Linked DNA regions of Sus scrofa: region 1 is linked to region 2. The links are chromatin contacts, called in public Hi-C maps. All regions are on one chromosome and are shown on one strand. The core of a region is the stretch at or near the end of the contact, and the rest is flanking DNA. Distances in the headings are between cores, read along the strand shown.

Region 1 (7,057 bases), core at 2,775-5,274, 79 kb before region 2:
AAATGTAAAGATTCTTCTATATCTCAAAAAAAAAAAAGGTCATAAGCAGAACTAAAAATCAAAGAAGCTGGGAGAAATATTTCCCACAAATCTCCCTCTCACTACATACAGAAAAGATTAAGTAAATTATAGAATAGTTACATCCCAATAGAAAAGTTGGTAATGGACGTGAACAGAACACTTACAAAAATAAACAATGTTCTAATAAGCACATAAAAACGTTAAACTTCACTGATAGCCATTAAAAACTGCCACAAGCCTGGCACAAAGTGGGTACTTGTTAAATAATGGTTGAATAAATGAACCAAAAATAATGTAATGCTTTTGTCTAAAGATCTGAAAAAAGATTACACTCACTGAGAGATTATGAAGATGAGCATGTGTGTATAACTTCACACAAATTTTCTAGAAAACAAACAGGCAAAGGGTATCAGGAATCTTTAGAGTTCAACTCCTTGGACTTAATAAATTCACTGCAAGTGATCTACCCTAAGGAAATTATTAAAAATACATCCAAGATTCATTTATATTAGAAGGATAATTACTGTCACAGCAAACGAAACAACCGACAAGATGAAAAGACAACCTACTGAATGGGTGAAAATATTTGCAAATGATATGATGAATAAGAGGTTAACATCCAAAATATATAAACAGCTCATACAAACTCAACATCAAAAAGACAAACAACCTGATTAAAAAATGGACAGAAGACCTGGATAGACATTTAAGAAGACATACAGATGGTCAACAGGCACACGAAGAGATGTTCAGCACTGCTAGTTATTACAGAAATGCAAATCAAAACCACAATGAGATATAACCTCACACTGGGCAAAACAGCTATCATCAAAAAGTTGACAAGGGAGTTCCCGCCGTGGCACAGTGGATTAAAGATCCAGCGCTGCTGTAGCTGTGGTGTAGCTTGCATCTGTGGCATACCTCACAGCTGTGGCTCAGATTCGATCCCTGGCTCAAGAACCTCCATATGCTGTGGGTGAAGCCAAAAAAAAAAAAAAAAAAAAAAAGTTGACAAATAACAAATGTTGGCAAGGATGTGGAGAAAAGGGAACCCTTGTAAACTGTTGGGAATGTAAACTGGGACAACCACTAGGAAAAACATCATAGATGTTTCTCCAAAAAAAAAAAAAAAAACCTAAAAAAATCTAAAAATAATATCTGGCAATTTCACTCCTGGGTATATATCCAAAAAGAAAACGAGAAAGAAAATACTAGTTCAAGAAGATACATGTACTCCAGTGCTCATAGCAGAGTTATTTACAATAGCCAAGATATGGAAGCAACCTAAGTGTCCATCAACAGATGAATGGATAAAGAAGATGAGGGGGGTATATATGTATGCATATATACACACATACACATACAATGGAATATTAGCCATAAAAAGAAAGGAATTCTGCCATTTGCAACAACATGGATGGACCTAGAGAGTATTATGCTTAGGGAGGTAAGTCAAAGACAGATACTGCATGTTACCACTTATATGTGGAATCTAAAACATAAAATAAATGAATATATATAACAAAAGACTCACAGATATAGAAAAACAACTAGTAGGTACCAGCGGGGAGGGGGAAGGAAGAAGATAGGGGTATGGGATTAAAAGATAACAAACTACTTTTCATAAAGTAAATAAGCAACGAGAATACATTACACAGCACAGGAAAATACAGCTATTCTTTTGTAGTAACTTTAAATGAAGTATAATCTATAAAAATTTTTAATCACTATGTTTATACCTGGAACTAGTATAACACTATAAATCAACTTTATATCAATTAAAAAAAAAAACTTCTTAGGAAAATTCCAGCCAAGATATAATTGAAAGTTTTATACTCAAAAAGGGGAAAATTACTGTAATATAAAAATGGCTTAAAAAAAATGGAAGGAAACAGAATACTCCGAAACTACAGAATAATGCCCCCTGAAAATGTCTTGGAGAAAATGTGCATTTAAGGTGGACTATAAAAAATGCCTATACAGAATGATGCTGATTTGGCAACTCTGTATGTGTATGTACATGCACACGTGTTCAGGAAAACACTAGAAGGAAATAAACACAAATATTAACAGAGCTTTGGGGATGGGATCAGAGATCATTTTTATTTCTTCTTTATCTTATTCTACATATTTTTTTAAAATTTCACTCAAAGTTAGAAAAAATTTTTAACTATCATATAAAAATTTTGGAAGAGTGACCCACTGCTTTAGAAACAGCTCTTCACACAAGTCAAGAGCATGGATGACTTCGCATTGTTGTTAACCAGCATCTCAAGTCCAGAGCCTGTCACGCAAACCACCTTCCCGGCTCACTCCGGCCCCTGCCTCCGCCAGGCTCCGTCTATGTGCTCTCACAGGTCCGCAGGCTGCCTCATCGCCCCTCAAACCGGTTCTCCTCTCACATGTCATACTGTGTGAACGATACCACGTAACAACCTAAGCCACGATCCCGACTTCACCTTCTCCCTCTTTTCAGCTCGCTAGTCTCTGGAATCCACCGCCAGTGGTGTCCTTACTGTCTGGCCTCCTTGCCCTGCGCCTGACCTGTGCCCCCCGCTCCAGCCCCCCAATCCCCCCCAACGCAGATCCACACACACACGCCCTGTGAGCCGCCTGATGTGTACCTCTCGTCTCCTCATGCTCCTAGGTGGACACCTTCAGGCACAGCCATGAGACCTCTGTTGTCAATGACGCTTCCTGCTTCCTCTCCTTGCATCACCCCTTTCCCCACAACCCCCACTACACCCTATGCTCTGAGCCTCGGTGTCCACTATGCCTCCTGCTTGCAGCCCTCCCCACCATGCTTGCGCCCCTGGTCCAGCTAACCCCTTACAGGCTGTCCTTGAAGAGTCAACTCAGACCCACCTCTGTCGGGAAGACCCACGGATGGCGGCTGCAGGTTACATGCTGTTTTTGTGTGGCCATGACTCTTATTGTACACCGTGGATCTGTTTTTGCATCCTAGCCTCCTCTAGCAGACTGTGAGCATCTAGCAAACTAGGCCCTCAGAGTCTGTTGAACAAATTAATAAATGTTTCCACCATTTAAAACAGAACCACCTAGTCCTGTCTCGAAACCAAAGATTTCATAACTTCTCTTGGCCACTCATTTACTTGATCATCTTGGCAATTGAGACAGTCTTTCTTACCTATTAATCAACAAAGAAGTATATTTTTTATATTCCTTATGTCCTGACATCTCTTTGGTCTTATTTGAACGTTCTTTACTCTTTCGAAGCTATCATGCAGGTGTTACGAGTGTTCCCACACAGGACAGCATTTGAAGCACAGCAATTCGCTGAGAGCAGGCAGGGTGTTATAAAGACAAATGAGACTCCAGCGACTTAAAGACCATCAGCAAGAAATCCTTTAGCCTTCTGGGGACTAAAACCTTCCGTTACTTTATCTGTTGTGGGAAGGGTGTATAACTTTCTGTTGGTTGTGTATCAGAGCTCTTCACAATGACCCCAAATCTTTTTTCAAATGTGATTCAGACTGGACACAATAATAAGTCTGACTAATGCGAGTCTTATTTTCTTAACCTTTTATGTCATACTCCTTTTAATATACTCAAGAATCATGTCTTTCACAACAGCCTTACAGTATTGACCTAAATTTAGCTGATGGGCAAGAAGGGCACTTTTTTTTTTTTTTTTTTTTTTTTAAATAAGGTCTTTGTGTACTCAGCTAAGCTACCTTCTATCTATCCCCACCCAAATTTCTCCTGCTCAAGTAGAACCATTTCTCCAGTTTGTTACAACGGTTATTATTTATACTGCTGGGGTTCAGATGGTTTGTGGTCTGATCTAATTTGGTAACATACATATGGAAAAAAAGAAAAGAGACTTCATTACTTAGAAGGAAAACTCTCTCCAGTTGTTTAACACTGAATCTTGAAGTATCCACTGGAATTCACCTTGTACTTTCCCAACACCCAAGGTTAGACGTCTGGGGCTTCTGGGCTGTTCGGTGGTTGTGATAATACTAAGGATTCTCTTTGTTTGTTTAGTATTAGTCACATATTTTCTCCACCCTTCCTCCTTTTCTTGGGCTTTGCATCCCCACTGAGCAACCACAGAGGATGACTTATTTTCGACTTGGCTGCCGCCCCTTTCGATCCCAGTGTCTGCTGCGAAACCAAGGGATGGAAAGATCACAGTGTGGTCTCATGCCAGGTGGCAACCCGCGCCCGGGGTCCCGGGTGTGCTTCACTGTAGCTGCAAATGCCCTGAAAATGCGGGCAAATGCTTGTGCGTGCATGTAGTGAGACGACTTCCAGTGTCCATCGCAACCTCACAGGGGCCCCACACCCTGGAAAGGTTAAGAACTCCGCCTCTAAGGCGTTTCACATGCAACGCTGTTTGCTGAAGAGAAAGCGCTAGTGTGACCAAGTCAACGTTCTCCTCGGCCATCTCCGAAGAGAATGAGAAACTCTATGATAATTATACACTAAGCATCAGCTGCAATGCTGAAGATCATATCTTGAGTATGATCTGGGGGACTTGGCATAAATGAAATGATACGGAGGCCATAATCTAACACTTCAAATATTAATCACTTCAAGCACCTCTCAGCTTCTACTTTTATCCAAGTTAATATACTCTGTCTTCTTTGGATACTTTTAGCTTATTTGATAACAGTAGATTAAAACCAAAATGTCATAAATCAAAAGATCCTCTGCATGTAAACATTATGCTGCTAGCCAGAAAGACATGCCTTTCATTATTAACTAGTAGTAATTATATTATTTTGTTAAAATATACTATTATCTTCCATACTTGTGTTATAAATAACACTACCCCCAAAAATCACTTAATATAAATGTGTCAAAATCAAAACTGCTCTCGTGTCAATACGCTAAAAAAAATCTGTTTTTCAAAACATCTCTTAACTCTTAACTTTCATTGTTGTCTACGGGTTCTGTGGTCTTTTTATAATTATCACCACACCTAGAGTATTTTCTACAGGTCAATATAAAATGTAATATAAATGTGCCGGGGGAAAAAGGCTCTTTAAAGCTTTTCCTGCGATGAAATGCCATTTAGAAATTTAGAAGCAAGAACTCATAAAATCAGACAATGCTGTCATCCGTACTCACCACTGGACAGGCACACAACGGAGCCCCAGGCACAGGCTGGACTTGCGCTGGAAGCAAGAGACTGAATCCCATCGGGAGACCAGGCAGGTAGAAACAGCAAGTGGCAACACTACCTTTCTCCAGCTCATCTTATTTGCACAGACGCAGATTTTGGAAGCCTCCAGGATGAACAATGAAAACCACACTAGGTTGTTTTCCCAATTCCTATGAAATGAGTCAGTAGGTCAAACAACTTCTCCACTCGGGAGGGAGAAGGATTTCTGAAACTGCACTCCCTGTTTCCAGGAACTGGATTTCCTCTCTTTGCCCCTCGATAAAAGTGCTGCCAGTAACCCATGGCGGGCCCACTGGGTTCTGGATGAGGCGCATCACTGATGCTGCCAGACGGGGAGCCTCGCTCGTGGAAACTTGCTCTGTGTGAAGAGGCAGGAGGACGACAGTCCAGCGAGGAGTAACACGTGGGTGAAGGTCTCTTCATTTCAAAAGAGCTGGCGTAACTTCTTCTCCATTAAACCATGCAGTCATTTATTTCTTTCACACAAGAGGATAGAGTGACACTTAAAATACAGGAGAGCAGTAACTGTAGCTCTAAGAGACCCACAAACTGCTTCCTTCTGTAAGACATCCTTTCTTCCTCCCAAGGACTAGTATATTCAAAAGATTATTCAATTAATCCACGCTCTGCAAAACCTTTCACAGGCTTCTGGGAGTCTTGCAGCTCCATGCATTAAATCATATAAGGCACAGCAAGTATTTAAGAGCTTGCTGGCAGTCCTCTGAATCCATGACTCAAGAGGACGAACACTGGATTAGCAATGATCTTCGGAGTCTACCACCTACTCACCGCACATAACACTGCTCGGAGTTAGCAACCTGCTGCATAGGAGACCACCAGTTACGGCAATGAACTCGTGATTTCAAGGACTCGTGCGTTCAGGCAAGTACATGGACGTGGATCTCTAAACACAGGTACAGAGATCTTCTGTGACAGCTCGTCAGGAGGAGAGTGGAAATACTTTTGCTTTCTGTATCGAGAGTACTTTCTTTCTTTGTAAAGAGGAGGTTTCGTTTTGATCTTGAGAAATTCTCTCTGATAAAAACCACCAACGGAAAACCTGCCATTATAAACGAGGGATTTCACAACATTCATTCCAAAAAACTGTGGCTATTCATTTCTGGAAGTGATTCACTGCACAAGAATCGTTGCTGGCGGTGGAGGGAGCATTCATTTTTAGAAGACAGCCCGCCCCCTGAGTAGGGAGCAGAGACCTCAGAGACGGCGGCCACGTGCCTTGCTGACCCCTCATCACAGCTCCCTGAGTCACTGTCCACCACGATGACGAGCGATGACCAATTTCCTCTCACAACTCCCTCAGTACACAAAACCCCTTTGGTCTGTATACCCCGAGTACTCCCCTGCTCTGGTGGAAATGCTCAAATAAATCTGGGAGGGCAGCAGCAGTACCTCCACCTGTCAGCGCTCAGCTGGTGAATAACCGGCGTGTGGACACTCACTTCCTGTGAGTATTTCTAAAAGAGCTCATGATATTTCCTTTGGAAAAAAAAAAAGTGGGAAGGAAAGTGATACAAGGAGAAGTAACTCCAACAAGCAAAGCTGAAAGCAGGCAACGTGATCGCTGTTTACCAGCCACGCCTAATTTTAATTTGGTTTCTCAACCCTTGTGTAATTAAGACAGCCAGAAGAGAACAGCACAGCATCGGGAGGAAGAAAAAGAAAAAGACATTTCACAAATGCTTAGACCTTCAGTGCGCGTGACCAGAAAAGTAATTTTAAGATGCGAGTGAACCAATCTGAAGCTGTTTAGAGTATTAACCCTTTGAGAAAAACAAAGTTATTTCCGCTTGCCCCTAAATTTCAAATATGGAAATGATCTTCCCTCCTGGGCGCTGAGACACTGAAGACACAGCCTCTGAGTGT
Region 2 (6,773 bases), core at 3,582-6,081:
GGAAGGAAGGAAGTGAAGAGAAGGTGATGCCGAAACTGTCATCTCTCAGGCACCCTGCAGAGGGAATGCTGGCGCTGGGAGGGAAGCTAGTCTGAATGAACCTGTTCTACGCAGAAAGACATGAATTACTGGGGCATCCGTTAAGGTTTACCATTTTATACATGATCTAATTTTTGTTAACAGCTGTTTAGAAATAGTCCCAATATTTTGTTTTTATTTATGTATCTAAATACACACATTTACACATGTGCTACTCAGTAATATAAATACTTTTCCCCAAAGTTTTCACATTAAAATTTTTTTTTCATAATTACCGGGAAGCCTGCCGAAAATGTGGCCATGGCATTTCCTTCAAATGTGGGAGATGTGTATCACTAAAGCAAGTACCAGGCTACTGCCGACAAAACACCCCAGCAACACTTTGTAAGCCGTCAGGTTAGAACTCTGTAAACCAGAAGGAGAACTGTGTCTTCACACCTTTCCCAATTCACGCGAACCTTTGCCACTCGTTCTCTCGTTCCTAAGAATCTACACCCAAGTTAATCTGCTCTTTACTTCACCCCTCTAATCCTCTAAACATGACAAGTATGTGCTCCGCGGCCACTCACGTGAAGGGCCGTTCTGATTGGGGCGTCTCAGGGGAGTGACAGGCAGGTGCCTACATCTGGGAACTACAGAAACAATCGTAATTACTATTTGGGAGAATTTCTATACACCACACCAGCACCCTTCCCAAAGAGCAGATGACAACAGGTGAACCCAAACCTGAGGCCAGAAAACTGTCCCACAGACCTGGCTCTGCAGGAGCTCCGACATGCTCTCTCTCCTTTGTGCCCTCTCCCACGCATACGACGACAGACACATTCCCACCCCTGCCTCCTCAACAGCCCACTTCCTTCAGGCCCACTTTCTTTCCCGTGCTGCTGCCCTGGGTGGCAACAGAACGGTCTGGGCTCTGTGGGCACCAACCTGGCCAATTCCAGAGGCTAAGGGGTGAGGCTGACACAGAGGCCCAGCCTCCTCGCAGTGGGTGGCAGGGGATGTGCATATGAACTGCTGCCCATTTCCTTTTATAAAGGGAAGCATAGTAGACTGTCCCAAAATGAGAACCTAAGAGTCTAGGAATGAATGAAGGTCGTTATTGCACTTCAGGGGACTTAAAAAAAAAGACAGCTTTGAGATAACATCATTTCAAAGGACTTAGCTGACATTTTCTGGCCTAACATCAAGTCATACAGTCGATAAACTTATATTAGCATATCTTTTCACCAAAAAATGCTACATCTATAAAATAGAAGAGGGCAGGATGGTACAGCAAACTGGCCAGATGCAGCTTTTTGTCATACTGATTTCCTTCTACCCAACAGGTTTCGCCATGGAAATAAGAGGTGGTCTGGGCTGACTGACAGAGGACACGGATCTGCTTCAACGTGAAAATGCGCACGCAGAGCCCTGAGCACAGCACTACCCGTCCAGGCTGGTTATCGCAGGAGAGACCAGAGAACAAGCCGACAAACAGGATGTCTTGATTTGAGGCTGTTTGTCCATAGGGTTTAATTGTCAAAACAAAAATTCTACTTTTCATTTTGTCAGTTCTTCCCTTATTTGAGCAAACCAGAGGAGAAATAAATGGCAAAATTTAAAGTGGGTTTTTGCTGCCTCCCCCAAATTCCTCAGCTGGCCAAAAAGAAGGATGCCTCTTTAAGGAAGACCCACCTGCATCCTGATTGAAGGGCAAAGGCCTCCCAAAGATCAGTCCCCCCATCTTGAGGCCTGGTCAGCTTGCTAGGAAGAATTCTCCCAGTACCTAGTATCCCCACCATAAGCCTGGGTTCCGTAACCCAAGAAGGAAACAGAGGGAAAAGAGTGGTTACTGCGAGCTGGCTACATCCCATGCAATTTTCGGTTCACCTTTAGAACAAGCCAAGGAAATTTCACTTGGGCAAGGTGTGAGTATGCAGGCTCAGAGAGGTTAAGTAACTTTCTAGGCTTTGCTCTCACAGAGATTTCCGGGGGCCTGAGGCCTCTTCCCACCCCTTCCCAGACTGCCTCCCACAGGGCAGGCCCCAATACAGGCCTGCTCTCATGCTCAGAAAAAGAACACACCTGCTCCATGACAGGACGTAACCAGGACAATGGGATTACATGTTAAATAGACTAAAAGGAAAAATATGAACCAAGCCAGGAACCAATAACTAAAGGTCATGCAGACCAGAGGTTCCAACGTGGCATATTTCACAGGAACAGGAAAACAAGCCCCTCTCTGCAGGACTGTGCTGAAGCCCCCTCACCAGTCTCCCCAGGATGCAGACAGGAGAAAGCCTGCAGGAGTACCTGTGAGAGGCCCCAGTGCAAAGCCAGGGGGTCTCTCGCCCTGGTTACAAGAACCAACAGAAAATTCCAGGGCACTTCCAGAGGGCCTTGCCGCAGACCCTGAAACCCGGGATCCATGCAGGGAGCCCTAAAGTTCATCGTCTTACATTGCACCTTGCCTTCTGGGCTTTTGGAGAAATCTGCACAAGTGCAATATTAAGGAACAAATAAAGCGCCCAAGTTTAGAGAACAAACAGGCAGGGAGGGGGGAAATGGAAGTTCCCTGGAGTCGGGGAAAGAAAAAAGAAAAAGCATTACAAAAAAAAAAAAAATAACAAAAACACTTATTTCTCTACAATTGAGCATGAAAAGAAATGACCAGAAAGCACTGGGGAGCATAGGGAGAAGGGTGACACTGGGGTCTCAAGCCAGAACAGAGCGTTCACATAAGCCTGGGTGTGTGCTTTGCTTCCACTCCCGCCCACCCACGGTTCCTGGGGCAAACAAATTCTTGGCTGAGCAGGTATGTGTGGGAGGCCTGAGTTATTTTCCAACCATTAGAGCTTTGCCCAGAACTACTTAATCAGAATTTTTCAAGGTCATACATTCAAATATGATGTTACTGCCATACAAAACAAATAACTCTAGGGTCTGTAGGGTAGGAGGTGGGGGAGTCTGAGGAGGGGAAAGAAGGAATTAACCACTCTCACTTGAACTATCTCCTTATCCGCTCTTACTCTAGATCTCCTACATATTCTCAGAAAATCAACAAACTGCCAAAACGAAAACAGCAAAAAGAAATAATAGCTAACGTTAATATATGCTGATTCTATGGCAGGCACAATTCTAAACTGTCTGTAGATATTAACTTATTTGACCCTCAACAATCCTTTAAGGACTGTTATCATGATCACCCTTTTTCACAGATGCCTGGAAGGGGTTTAAGTGACTTGCCCAACAACCAACAGCAGGGTGCCCGGTGCACTGGGCTGTACTCCCCTTTCTGTGCTCGGCTCTCTGGCCCCTCAAAAAGGCAAAACCTCTTGCAACAAGAGCTCTTTTCCGCTATGGGATAGCAAACTGATTTTCCTGTGCAGTGGGGTTTTCTCTAAGCTGCCTTCCTGGGAGGAATATTATCAGATCCAGTCCTCACCTCAAAGGACCGATAGGACAGTACCAACCCTGCTGCGTAATAAGCCATATAAGCTGGAAAAGTCCCAAGTCTCAAACCACAATTCCCCTTACACACTGCAGTTCGAGGCAAAGCTTTGATCCCTGTTAAAATGTAAAAGTTGGGAGGTATACGCACTACGCTGTTATCAGTTTGTAGTGCAAGTTGCATTGTTATCTTTTAAATACAGTTTAATGATAAGAACTTCAGGTGGTTTCCAGGCATTCAATTCACCTGTCCAGTTTGGACTTGTTCACTGCTGGGTGCCTAGAACTCACCAGGACCTGGCATGTAAATTGGTGTTGAATACACCAGGGTGAGCAAGTGAACAAATGCATGGCTGTAATTCTTGCTGAGGTCAGGATCAGGGCAAATTTATGATGCAGGTAGGTCTTAAAGTGGCAGCCAGTTTGGGCAAAGTATCACTGAAAAGGTCTAAAGAACAAGTAAATCACTGTTTGGCAGTAATGACTTTGAAAGAAATCCCAGGCAAATTTAAATATATGAAAACGATCTTTTGAGTCTATTAAGAATGGATCATATTTTTAAATGTATATAGAGCTAATTTATTAATGAAGGAGACAATCTGTTTAAGAGGGTAGTGATAGCTTCGGTATTTCCCCTTGGCGCTGGATCTGTCGTTGCTGTGACTGTGGTGTAGGCTGGCAGCTATAGCTCCAACTGGACCCCTAGCCTGGGAACCTCCCTATGTTGTGGGTGTGGCCCTAAAAAGACAAAAAAAATAAAATAAATAAAATAAAATAAAACTCTCCCCAAAGCGGAAGTGCCCTACACATCATCTCTCCTCCCTAATGTTCTCATACCCAAGTCCTATGTGTCCTCAAAGTCCTCTGTAAATGTCTTCTCCTCCCTGTTTTCCTGGCCAGAAGAGGTCACCCACCCCCCCATTTGTACTCAAAGTTACTTTCTTTGTTTGTGTACAGGAATCCCTTCCTGAATTGTAGCATTTTTCTCACCTGCTCTACCTAGCTAGCTGTCTTTGACTTTGTATTCCACAGGGAACCTAACATTTTTTTCTTGACATAAATCAGCATCCAGTCAATATTGGACTAATGTTTTTAAAAACACTCTCATGGAAGTGCTCCAAGGATACACCACCATCTGTTTCTAATGTTCGAATACATCTTAGATATTTTAAAAGCTGTAATTTTTGTAAATGACACTGACATGGTTTACATGCAAACTTTTCACCCTCTGTGGATACACAGGGTCGTGTGTTAACAATTCTGAGGTCCGGGAGGGTCCCCTGGCACCTCCGTGTGCACGCGTGGACTTCCTATAAGTGTGAAACTGGAAAGGGAAGTTGTGGCTCCGCCCTGGCCGTGTGAAAAATGCCGGTGTGCACAGTCTGCTCTTAAGAGTTGCTCAAGCAAGCACACAACCATGCCCTGGTGTGGGCTGCCATTAAATGCAGGAGGGAGGCACATGGGGCATCGTACTGCCTTGCTTTCATCACAGTAGAAAGTCCTTTGTGATAATACCCTATTTGAGAGAGGGCAAATATTTATTCGAAGAATTAGATGTTTCCTGTATGACTTTAGATTTATGATAAGGAATGTGAGCAATTGTTTCCATAAGTTTAGTTAGAGGGTTATGGTTTTGAAACAAATATTCCCTACCTAAGATTGGTTGAACTGAAAAACATCCTGGGATCCCAAGGTAAGTTATTTGAAAACAAAACAAAACCAAAAAACCCTTGTTGTAATTTGCAAGTAATTATCTATGAGAACAGATTTTTAAAATACGCACTTAAAGCAAACTAAGCAATTTTATTAAACACAGCTTGGTAATGTGAATACAGCTGTTGTACAATTATTATCAACACCTGGTTTAAAGTTTTTTCATACCCAAGATGAAGTAGTCATTGGCAAAGTGAGAACTCAGCACCTGTCTTCTAGGGTTTAGTAATCAAAAATCTAGGTTCACATTCAGATTTTTCCACGTACCAGCTGCAGGCTCTTGGTCAAATCCCATAAGCCACAATTTCCTTAGATGTAAAAATGGGAATTATACCTTCCAGGGTTGTTACGCAAATTAAAATGAGGATACTTAATAGTCTTTTAGAAAAGCATCTGATTCTAAGTAAGCACACAATAAATGTCAGCACTAGTTGTAAACATATTTGGGGGGTGGGGAAGAATTTTAGAACAGACAATAATTCTCCAGGTATGGAGTAGACTACCCAGGAAACCTCTGAGTTTTGAAGGTGGAGACAAGAGGAATTAAAAGTGTTAGACTCCTTCAGAGCTATAGGTATGGAGGTGGTGAGCTTATGGAACTGAAAAAGGGAGTAACTCAACCACAGGGGATGATTTTTCCAAAACTGGAAGGGGAAAGGGTTAGGGTTCCACGAAGGGCAAAGCCCAAACCCATTCACACGCCCACAACCTTCATACCCATAACTCTGGGGGATTCCAGCACCTTGGTTTCCTATTTAAACAGTAAAAGAAACAGAGAGCATTTGAAGGTGGGGGAAAGAAAGGTGACAGGCCAGGTGAGACCAGCCCCTTCCTGGCTACAACATCAGTAATGAGGATCAGTGAAACCTCACTGCTCTAAGCTATATCAGCCACTCACCAATTCCAATGTGCCTGTCCTCAAATGCAATTTCTGCTAACCATATTTCTATACAGAAATTTCTTGTATGTTTTACGGGCCTAGAAATAGATAGGTTCAGCATCTTCTCTTGCACATCCTCTGGCAGTGCAGCACCCCTCTCCAGCTCCTGCAGCTTCTCCTGGGAGTGCAAAGCTTAGCAGGGGCTGAGGAAAGGGGAGCAGTGAGCCCTGCAACTCAACGGCATAGAGCCCACTCTTATAACTTCCCTGAGGAGACTTCACAGTCCTAGTGGCCCTTAATTAATTAAATAATTAAGAGTTCCTGCAGTGACACAACAGAATCAGCAGCATCTCTGCAGCACCAGAATGCAGGTTTGATTCTTGACCTGGCACAGTGGGTTAATATCTGGTGTTGCCGCAGCTGCGGTGCAGGCTGCAGTAGCGGTTCAAATCTATTCCCTGGCCCAGGATGCCATATGCCACAGGGCCATCAAAAAAGAAAAAAAAAAAAAAGCCTCTAATAATTAATGTTTGTAGGTGTTGGCAGCTTGCCTCATTGTTGAGATTTTCAAAGCATATATGGAGAATATAAATTATTCCATTACTTACTGATTCACTAATCTGAGCAGTCTCTGTGCCGACTGGGATCACTAACGTTAACTTTATAGAATATAGACTGGAGATTAAAACTTGGATTCAGACAAGCAGAG

Evidence for each region. A called contact is a pair of places that touch in the nucleus more often than the background predicts.
Region 1: a contact with region 2 is called in a Hi-C map of omental adipose tissue, with 1.9 times the contacts expected there. The contact joins two enhancer-like sites. A contact is called at or near these places in 2 of 5 promoter capture datasets (fetal liver and liver), 10 of 47 Hi-C or Micro-C datasets (brain, embryonic fibroblasts, fetal liver and 4 more) and 2 of 2 datasets of contacts at active chromatin or transcription factors (alveolar macrophages and skeletal muscle).

What each region holds. Positions count from the first base shown.
Region 1 is chr18:18,007,833-18,014,889 of Sscrofa11.1, reverse strand. All of the region lies in intron 1 of LOC110257572 (a long non-coding RNA gene), which reads right to left. Among named protein-coding and RNA genes, the nearest start is that of MIR29B-1, 28 kb to the left of the region's middle. Within about 2 kb of position 4,024, at least 19 of the 83 cell types and tissues checked have an H3K27ac peak or open chromatin away from gene starts, as enhancers often do. A contact at or near this core is called in omental adipose tissue and retroperitoneal adipose tissue, where this site is marked.
Region 2 is chr18:17,930,184-17,936,956 of Sscrofa11.1, reverse strand. All of the region lies in intron 11 of LOC106506781 (a long non-coding RNA gene), which reads right to left. Among named protein-coding and RNA genes, the nearest start is that of MKLN1, 100 kb to the right of the region's middle. Within about 2 kb of position 4,831, at least 11 of the 83 cell types and tissues checked have an H3K27ac peak or open chromatin away from gene starts, as enhancers often do. A contact at or near this core is called in omental adipose tissue and retroperitoneal adipose tissue, where this site is marked.